Regions from separate parts of the Mus musculus genome. Here region 2 is linked to region 1. The links are chromatin contacts, called in public promoter capture Hi-C maps. All regions are on one chromosome and are shown on one strand. The core of a region is the stretch at or near the end of the contact, and the rest is flanking DNA. Distances in the headings are between cores, read along the strand shown. Region 1 holds the start of Cgn (cingulin). Region 2 holds the start of Rnf115 (ring finger protein 115).

Region 1 (5,202 bases), core at 146-2,645:
TGCCAACTAGGATTTCAGGGAATCAAGAGGATTCTGGGAAGGGTCAAGGAAATTAGCTGCACTTCCAGATCTCACCAGTGTCCCCCAATCTAGAACTAGAGAAAAAGAAGGAAATATAGGGCTGGAGAGATGGCTCAGCGGTTAAGACTGTTCTTCCAAAGGTCCTGAGTTCAAATCCCAGCAACCACATGGTGGCTCACAACCTTCTGTACAGCTACAGTATACTCATATACATAAAATAAATAAATAAATAAATCTTTTTAAAAAATATACAAAGAGACTACTTTGTAACAGAAAAAAAGAAGGAAATATGTATTTGCTGGAAGGAAAAATTTTTACATCAGCCTCAAGAAAGAAGACTATTTCTAGGTGGGTGTGGTGATATGAACCTGTAATCCAGGCACTGGGAGCGGAAGGCAGCCCACCAGTTCAAGGTCAGCCTCAGCTGTACAGCAAGTTCAAGTCCAGCATGGGCTATGGCAAATTCAAGGCCAGCATGGGCCATATGAAACCCAGTATCAATCCTCGTTTCACATCCCCGAGAAAGCAAACATTTTCAGCTAGTATGTGGGTCGAGGGATTTATGCTTCTCCATTCCCATTCCCCTCTCTTGTAGAATACACACAGTTCTTTCTAGAGGAAGAAGGAAAAAATTTCCCTGGCATGAAAGCAAAGAAAGAAACAGCCTTAAATAATCTCACACCTAGGAAAGAGATGGGTGCCCTCGTATTCTGACCTTAGTGTCTTACTGGCAACTGCTTTCACCTGTAGGCAAATGGTCAGGGAATGACCCCACACCTCAGCATTTCCAAAGCCAGAAGGAGAGTGTCAGAGACCAGTAAGGACTGACGGGGGCGGGGAGGGGGTAGTTACCCCCAAAACCAGCACATGCGGATATCACCACTTCAGTCTCTGAACCTCTGGCGGCACTTCCATTTGCTCCAATAGGATGAACCCTCCCCCGCCCCCATGCTGGTCTCCAAGAGAAATTCTGCCCCAAGGGCTGGCGCCTGACCTCCAGAGATTGTAGCGCTGAAATGCATGCATGCCCTGGGAATAACCTAACCCTCAGGTGCCTCACACCTGGCACCTTCCCAGCCACTCGCTTCTGACACCGTGGAGTAGGGGTTAGCTCTTAGCTCTGCCACCGCACTCTGACCGCCCTTCCTGCTAAACTCAGCACCTGTGCCCAGGAGGAGGGCATTTGATGCCTCTACTCCGGCCCTCGAGCATACTCCTGAGGACCCACTCGCATCGCAGGTGTCCTCGCTCCAGACAGATTCACTCACCCCGGTCCAGATCAGTGCTCCCGGATTCACACACCCCGCAGGGGATCGCGCTCCGACCAGCCGAGCTACACGCGCTGCTGCAGCCCAGCCCCTCCGAGCTCTGAGCTCCCTCCTTTCCCCCGCCCACCAACCTGTTACTCCCCAGGAGCTCCGCCCCATTGGCCGTCACCTCCCGCCCCGCCTCACCCCTTCTTCTATTGGTCAGTTTCCCGCAAGGGGCGGAGCAGACACCGCGGGAACCCAGAACCGGGGTCCCCAGCCCGGTGGACGGGAGGGGCGGTGGGGTCACGTGGACTGGTGGGGCGAGGGCGGGGCACCGGGGGACCTAAGAGGCCATTTTGGGGGCGTCGGGGCTCTGCGGACCCGCGTAGCTTAGCGCCAGAGCATCCCCTGGGTTCTGTGGGAAGTGCCTTCCTCGTGCTCTTCTCAAAGCAAATCTCGGTTCACAGCCCTTTCTGCCCTTCATCTGCCTCCGCATAAGCCAGAATACAGTTCTGTCGCTTTCCGCAGAAAATTTCTTCGTAGTCTCCCGATGTCAGCGCGTTCTGCATCTCTGCTCGCCTGCCTTATCGGCAATCCGAACCAAAATCTCAGTCGTGGATTCTCATCCTCGGGCTCCTGGCCTCCATAATCATTTTGCACCCTTTTTCTTTGGAAGATGTAATCACCCAATTTACATCACCCTAAAAATCATTTTCATTTTATCTCCCTATGAAAATCTCGGCCAGAGCCGAGATCTTCATTTTCTTTTGTTTTGTACGCTTCATCTCAAACGCCTATAACAGAGGTCAGCACATAGTTGGCTCTTAATAAAATGTGTAGAATGAATGACTTGGGAACCGAGTGCTGTAAATTTACACGCATCAGAATAAGCTTTATAAGCAGAAAGGAGCTCAACTACAGATTGTAAATCCATCTTTTCTGAAAGCCTGTCAAGTAGGGCTTTTGGTCCCACTACACCGAAAAGACTCTGGGGTGCTTTGCGTGCAGACTGAGGCAGGTAACATTAAAGCTGGCTCCTAGTGTCAATCGCTGAGGTATGTTAAAAGAAGATTGGCTTAGCTTACCTTGCTGGCCTCTGAATAGTTCTCTCCTTTATTTGTTCAGTAAATATTTATTGTAATATATTTAGATTTGAAGAGGAATCTTCCCTACAGCCAGCATTTCTGTGGCGTTAGCTGGAGATCATTCCCTTCCCCTCCCCCAGCCTTCAGATGCTGGGCGTGGACCCTGGAGGGGAAAGTCCACCTACCTGTTCTGTAGCTGGGTTGCTAGGTCTCCGCATTCCATGAGAAGCCTTCTATGAGGGATACAGCCCTTAAGGAGGAACAAGGAGGGAGGGAGAGAGAGGGAGAGAGAGGGGGAGAGAGAGCGAGAGAGAGAGAGAGAGAGAGAGAGAGAGAGAGAGAGAGAGAGAGAGAGAGAGAGAGGAAATATGTGCGGTTTGGGCGACCTATTGCAGAGGTGGTGTCCCTTCTGGGTCAGGTTACTTTTACACCAAAGAGTGGTCTGGAAAAGAGATCTTAAAAATAAACAACTAAACAATCAAACGGACAGACTGATGAATTGGCCCCAATACTAGTAAAGTGAAGGTAATTGAATTCTCCTGGGTACCCCTTAGACTGTATTTAGTGTATTTATAGAAGATAGAAATAGAGTAGTTATCCAACATTAAAGCACGGGTGGGGAGAAATGGGAGCCTGAGTCATCCACCATCAACTTTTCTTCCTTGGGGGATGAACTCAGAGAGCTTTAAGCTCAGATGAAGAAGAGGGGGGAAGCTTCCCCTCCCCCCCCCCCAGATTTCAAAAGAAAATCTATCCTGGTGCACACCTTTGATCTAGCAGAGAGTTTGGGGCTAGCCTGGTCTTCAAATCAAATTCCAAGCCAACCAGAGCTACACCATGGGGGAAGGTGTCATGGAGAGACACTAAAAGACCCAACCCCCCACCCCACCCCTTTTCTGAAAGAGTAGTTGTGAAAGAAGAGGGTGTTGAAGAAATTGAGTCAGATAACTTTAGACACCTGATTGCTGGACCTGCCACAGAGAAATGTGATTGATTCTCTTCGAGGCTGAAAATAATCTCAAAAAACGTGGAGCTGTTGAAATGATCTGTAGCTGGGGGTGAGGAGGGGTATGATAGAGGCCAGTGGAAAGTCACAAATGATTTGCTTAGTAGAAGATTTCTTTTCAACCAAAAGGTATAACCTGATGTGAACTTTTAGAAAACAGGTTAGGTTATATACCCATAGGGGTCTTTTCTACAGGTCATACTAGAGAGATTTCTGGTTTTGGTTGGTTGGTTTTAAAAGATTTATTTATTTTATTAATATGAGTACAGTGTAACTGACACACCAGAAGAGGGCATCAGATCCCATTTCAGACTGTTGTAAGCCACCATGTGGTTGCTGGGAATTGAACTCAGGACCTCTGGAAGAGCAGTCACTGCTCTTAACCACTGAGCCATCTCTCCAGCCCATAGAGAGGTTTCTCTAACTGTGCAGATAAAAAGAAAAGGAAAGAAAGAAAGAAAGAAAGAAAGAAAGAAAGAAAGAAAGAAAGAAAGAAAGAAAGAAAGAAAGAAAGAAAGAAAGGAAGAAAGAAAGAAAGAGGAAGAAAGGAAGGAAGAAAGGAAAACAGGTAATGTTAATGGTCTGTGGTTCAGAAGAGTGCTAGCCTAGCCTGTGCTGAGGATTTGGCTCAGTAGAAAAGTATTGCCTGTCATGTCTAAGGGCCTAGGGTCAACCAGTTGGAGAAAAGGTGTCACAGAGGAGCACCTGCCTAGGGGAAAAAAAAAAGCTGGAGAAAGATGAATGGGAATAAGAGAATGTACAATGGCCAGAAGAGGGAGCCTATAGTGTGAACAAAGGAATGAGGAAGTAGTGGGAAGATAAGGGGTGTTAAACATCAACATAAACTGTACAGTTTATATGTAGTCCAGTGTCTTAGTTAGGGTTTTACTGCTATGAACAGATTCCGTGACCAAGGCAAGTCTTATAAGGACAACATTTAATTAGGGCTAGCTTACAGGTTCAGAGGTTCAGTCCATTATCATCAAGGTGAGAACATGGCAGCATCCAGGCAAGCATAGTACAGGAGGAGCTGAGAGTTCATCTTCATCTGAAGGCTGCTATTGGAAGACTGACTTCCAGGCAGCTAGGATGAGGGCTTTAAAGCCCACACCCACCGTGACACAACTCTTAATAGTGCCACTCCCTGGGCCAAGCATATTCAAACCATGACACCCAGGCTGGCCCTCTCCATCCTTCAACCTGAGCCTCAGAGCATGAGGTTGCAAGAGCACACCAAGACACCCCACTACAGAAGGCTTTGGAGCAAGCCAGCTGAGGCCTGGCAGAAGGCCAAGCTCGGCCTGTGTGATAGATGCAATGGTAAGGCTTGATGGAGGAGGCCAGCCTTGCACACTAGGGCAGTGCAGAACAAAGGGGACTCTTAATCCCAGAGATGGAGAGAGGAAGACCACTGTCTGAAACCACCTTGGATAAATTAATTAAAGCAAGTTTTGTTGTTTTGGTTTGTTTTGTTGATTTTAGAGACAAGGTTTCTCTGTATAGCCCTGGCTGTCCTGGAACTCACTCTGTAGACCAAGCTGGCCTGGAACTCAGAAATCCACCTGCCTCTGCCTCCCACGTGCTGGGATTAAAGGCATGCTCCACCACTGCCCAGCTAAAGCAAGCTTTTTTATTCATAGACATGGACTGACTCCCCTAAGGCAGGGTTTGAGAGGTCAGCACTGGATGTGAGGGAGACAAGAAAAGGCTTTTATAGATCAGGGCCAGGGGAGTTCTAAATGGGGGTTTGGTGAGCAAAATAGGCGGAGTTATAGGAGCAGAAAATATGCATAACAAGTTAGTCCCTCCTGAAACAAAGACATGGTTGCAAGGTGGGCAT
Region 2 (4,908 bases), core at 1,155-3,654, 1.9 Mb after region 1:
AATCATAGACAGTCTGAAGCAGCCCCATATCTGCATACTTGGGATTAAAATGAAAAAATATTCTTATAATATTTTTGTATTTTTTGTTTGTTTGTTTTTTTGAGACAGGGTTTCTCTGTGCAGCCCTGGCTGTCCTGGAACTCACTCTGTAGACCAGGCTGGCCTCGAACTCGGAAATCCACCTGCCTCTGCCTCCCGAGTGCTGGGATTAAAGGCGTGCGCCACCACGCCCGGCTCTATTTTTGTATTTTTAAAGAAACCAAAATCCTCAAACTGTCACTACAATGTAGTCACTCTACCAACTGAGCTACATTCTGGGCCAGGATGGGCAGCCCAGCTTACTTTGTTCTATCACTGTATTCCTTAAAGGCCATACCCCACCAGTAGACTTACTGTGAATAAATGAGTGTGGCATGGGAACAGCCAAGATGAGCTAGGAACACCACAAGCGGCAGTACACGGGGCCTAAGTACAATACCACACCCCACCCCACCCACTGTGGTACTGACCACAGGGCAGACGGTCTCTGTTCATACTTTCTAGGGGAAGGAGTTCTCCTGTCCAAAGGTACTTGAAGGAAATGATTGAAGAAGTTGAAGAGGAACAGACTCTCTTATCTAAACATACCTGGTCCAGGGATGCTTTTGTGTCGTGGGCAATTACTCTAAGTGGCTGGCTTCCAGTTCTGACTAGGTGGACTCCAATTTTTTCTACAATCTCACCAAAATGCTCTTGCAGCAACAAAGAACACAGTTTAATCTCTGCTTGAGTCATCGTTCTTAGAGCCTCAGAACTAGGAAAGAACAACAATATAAATTCACATATTTTTTTTCTAGAGGGCAACTTGACAATATAAATCAAACCCTCTATATATTAAGGCATATATTTGCCTTAATATTTATAAGTTGAGATCCTTTGTTCCAAGGATGTAGTAAAAACCATGCCATGAGTTCTCTTCACAATACTGGCATTGACATAAATAATCTAGCATCTATCAATAAATTATAGTATAACCTTAAGAGAGTATACTATGCCAACATTTAAAATGACTTCATACAATATAACTACCATAAAATATTCCTAATGTGTTGTCATTTAGTAATTGCAATGGTCAGATATGATGGTGTACACTGCCTGTAATTCTTGCACACAGGAGACCAAAGTCAAAGAATCAATAGTTCCAGGTCAACCTGGGCACAAAGTGAGTTCAAAGCCAGCCTGTGTTATACAGCAAGACTCTGGTGGGTAATACACCCACCACCCACCAAAACAAAGAACTAGAAAACTAGACATCAAATTTGTTTTCTAAAGCCAGGTATGGTGGTGCAAGCCTACAATTTCAGCACTTAGGAGGTGGAAGTATGAGGGTCAGGAGCTCATGGTTACATATTGAGTTCAAAACCAGGTTGGCTACATGAGATCCTATTAAAATTAAAAAAAAAAAAAAAAAAAAGGCAAGCCATCCTCCCCTATATATGCCATTTATTTTAATGGGAATATATGTGGTTTGTGGTTCCAATAATCTTTAAAGACTGGATTCATCTCGGTATGGTGGCTAACATCTGTATTTCCAGCACTAAAGCTAGAAGACTGTCATAAACTGAAGGCCAGCCTGGGCTACATAATAAATACCAAGCAAATCTGGTCCAGAGTGAGACCTTTAAAAGCAAAGGGGGAGGGAAAGTGCGAATAACTTTCTGTCACAGATACAAAGACCTAAGGCTCATGACCCAGTGGGGTACAACTTATTCCCAAGCCATAAACCACGACTTAGATAGATAAAGTAAAAAAAGAGCTTCTTAGGGTATTTCAATTAGGAGATGAAGTTATGTTCCATTGAGAACCATATTAAATTTTTACATCATGAGACACAAGCAGGAATGGGTGTAGTTGATTTTGAAATTACCTCCCTATCACAAGCTCCAACTCTCTCGAACCTAAATTTTTGTCCCTCTTGCCACAGTGTCGCAGAGAAGACTATTTCACTTAGCCACACACACGTCTTTGGAGAAACATCCTTAGACCAGTTGCCATCCTTGAATGCATTTCCTGGCTCCTCTCCCTTCATGCAAGTTTCTGTTCCGGACTTTGTTTCTTGGCCCTGAGTCAGGGCCTCCTCATTCCGGCAGCGTTTTCACTAACCTCAGGGTCGGGGCTAATTTAGAAGCTCCAAATGTTGTCCTCCCGAGGCCAGCAGCCTCAGCTCATGAGCTTCCCATCGCCCCTTCTTAGAAGTAGAGCACCATCCAGGCGGACGCGGAAGGGTCAGAGCACGGGCCGCTCTAGCCGACAGTGTCGGTGGTTTCCGGGGACGCTCTTTCTCTCCTCTCGTTGGGAGGCTGGAGGACCGGCCAGGGGCTGTCTGAGGTGCCGGCGGGCGGGCTCTCCTCTGCCTTTGGTGCCGGGAGGCGGGCCTCGGGTCGCGTGGCCGCTGGCGGGCGGGCCTCTCGGGGCCGGGCGGACTCACGTGACCCTTGCGGGCCTCGGAGCGGCGGGCCGCCCAGAGGAGGCGGCGACGGCGGTGGCGACCGCAGCACGGGAGGTAGCGGCCTGGGGAGGGACCGCCGGCCGCCCTTTCGGACATCCTCGGCGGAGGCGAAACATGGCGGAGGCCTCGGCGGCGGGGGCGGACGCGGGCTCCGCTGTCGCCGCACACCGTTTCTTCTGCCACTTTTGTAAGGGCGAGGTCAATCCCAAACTACCGGTAAGAGCCCCGTGTGTCCCGCGCTCCGGCGCCGCGTAGGTCCTTGGCTCCTAGGGCTGGAAACCGGGTCTTAGGCTGCCCGCACACCCGTGATTCCCTTGACACCGGTGTTCTCGGTACCTGCTGCCCGCTGTCTCCGGGCACTGGTCGCAAACCCTGGGCATCAGGGCCAGGGTCCTGCCTATCCCTCATTTCCGCGGCGTCTCCAATCAGCCCCTCATTTCGCTTCCGCTCTTTAATACCACCCCCATCTTTTTTTGTCTCCTCGGTGAATTCTCGGGCAAATCTGCGTCCAATTTGCTCTCAGTCCCCTTCCTTGTCTTTTCGCGATGACCTATCCCCTGTACTCTTTCCGTTTTTGCGGCTCACCTACTCTTTATTTTTCTTCCCACTTCTCAACCAGATCCTCCCCCCTTCTGCATCCTCAGTGAGCCGAAATAGCATATTGCTGAGGACTTCTTAGTAGGTTTTGTTGAAGTACAGAAAGAGGAGGTTTGGAAGGTAACAGGGAAGAGGGAGATTTTGTTCTTCAGTGGTTTTTGGGTTCTTGTGAAAGTGAAAATAGCAGTGTACCAATGACTTGCAGACTGCGCTCCCTGTTGCTATCGAAGGAAATGGCTTTGGGAAGAAGGTAGGACGTACTGTCTCAACTTATTTTGGATATCACGTTGCCAGTGTCTTTAGCTCCACTTTCCTAGCCCACCCCCTCCATTTTTTTTTTTTTTCTGCCCAGGAAAACAAAAAAAGAACAGAATGTTGGGACTGCTTTCTCTGATATAAAATTGGCTCTGCCAGGCTGTCAGCCAATAGAGAGGTAGGGCTATGCTTTAAGAAAAGGTTTCTGCAGCATGCTAGCCAGTGCCAGCGCCCCCAATTATAATAAGCCTTTTTCTTGTTCGGTGGCGACATTTCTTAAAACGAGTGGCTATGTCATAATTTATTTTATAATCACAGTATCTTGAATACATGGTGTCTTTCTGTTTTTTGTTTGCTTTTTGCACCAAAGTCTCACCATGTTGTCCTGGCTGTCCTGGAACTTGCTTATTCGGATCAGGCTGGCCTAGAGCTCACAGAGGTCTGTCTGCTTCTGCCTTCCTAGGGTTGGGATTAAAAGTGTGCACCGCCATTCCTGGCTTTGAATACACTCTTAAGAGAAGGCCGACTAAGTTTCTGTGTCATAATTAGCTATATCTACTGTGGGTTGGTTTCATTTGCTGCCTTTGCTTTATGCTGATGTGCTGTCTGCCATATTTCAACTTGGGAAAGTTTTTTCCCCCAGCATATATTAGAACTCACACTCTAGAGAGGGAGTCTGGAATTGAGCCACTGTGTGTGTAAGATCAGTGACATGTTATTGAATGTGATGGATGCCCTGTTTAAAACATTAGCCCTTGGATCTGTAAGTGTGCACTCAAGGATTTGCCTTTCAGAGTGAGAAGACATAATGTAAATGTCTTTTTCTTTTTCTTACCTGAAATCTTCACTTCAAAAGGATAATTTGGTTAAGGCTTTTTAGGTATTTTTATAAGACTTAGTTAGACGAATGGATGATCTTTGCTGGTTTGTTTGTTTTTTTAACTCTGACTCATTGCTTGTTAAGCCTGACTTGTAAGTTGAAGCTTATCAGTGTGTAATATAACCAAAGGCTGCCTGCAAAAGACAGGGTTCTCTACAGGATGCCCTAGCGGTGAGTGAAAGCAGATGTGGTCTTGATCTTAAGGACTGCAGTTTTAGGTTTTTTTTTTTTTTTTTTTTTTTTTTGAAAGACAAGGCAAACATGGAAAAATTAGCAATCATCATGCGTTGTTTAAGGATGGGGACAAGTTCTGAGAAATACAGTTAGGTGATTTTCATCCTTGTGCAGCCTTTGCAGAATCTACTTAGATAAACTAAAATGGATGCAGTGTCACTTGCAACGTAGGTTTGAGGGCTGACCTAGGCCCTCGTACTTGTTAGGTAAGTAAGAGCTCTATCAGTAAACTGTCTTATATAGTTCAGGTTAGTTTTGAACTCAAGAACCTCCTGTCTGAGCCTCCTGTTACTGGAATTACAGGTAACACCCCTACACTCCAACCCCAGCAACCTGACTGTTAGTGGAATTACCCTGTGTAGTCTATCCAAAGTCACTGCAGCAAAATAAATGAGGACAGATAATACATGGTTTCAGTTTCAGAAAGGAAGACATGGTTGAATCGGTGTTATTG

Evidence for each region. Capture Hi-C pulls out chosen DNA fragments and counts their contacts.
Region 2: a promoter capture Hi-C map of pancreatic islet shows a contact between it and region 1. The contact joins the promoter of Rnf115 here to the promoter of Cgn in region 1.

Annotation. Positions count from the first base shown.
Region 1 is chr3:94,785,087-94,790,288 of GRCm38.p6, forward strand. It overlaps Cgn (cingulin), which reads right to left and starts at 1,396. Exons shown (of 21, transcript NM_001037711.3): 1 at 1,290-1,396.
Region 2 is chr3:96,725,207-96,730,114 of GRCm38.p6, forward strand. It overlaps Rnf115 (ring finger protein 115), which reads left to right and starts at 2,405. Exons shown (of 9, transcript NM_026406.3): 1 at 2,405-2,704. The coding sequence starts at 2,603. It overlaps Polr3c (polymerase (RNA) III (DNA directed) polypeptide C), which reads right to left and starts at 2,233. Exons shown (of 15, transcript NM_028925.1): 1 at 2,143-2,233; 2 at 628-793. The coding sequence starts at 774.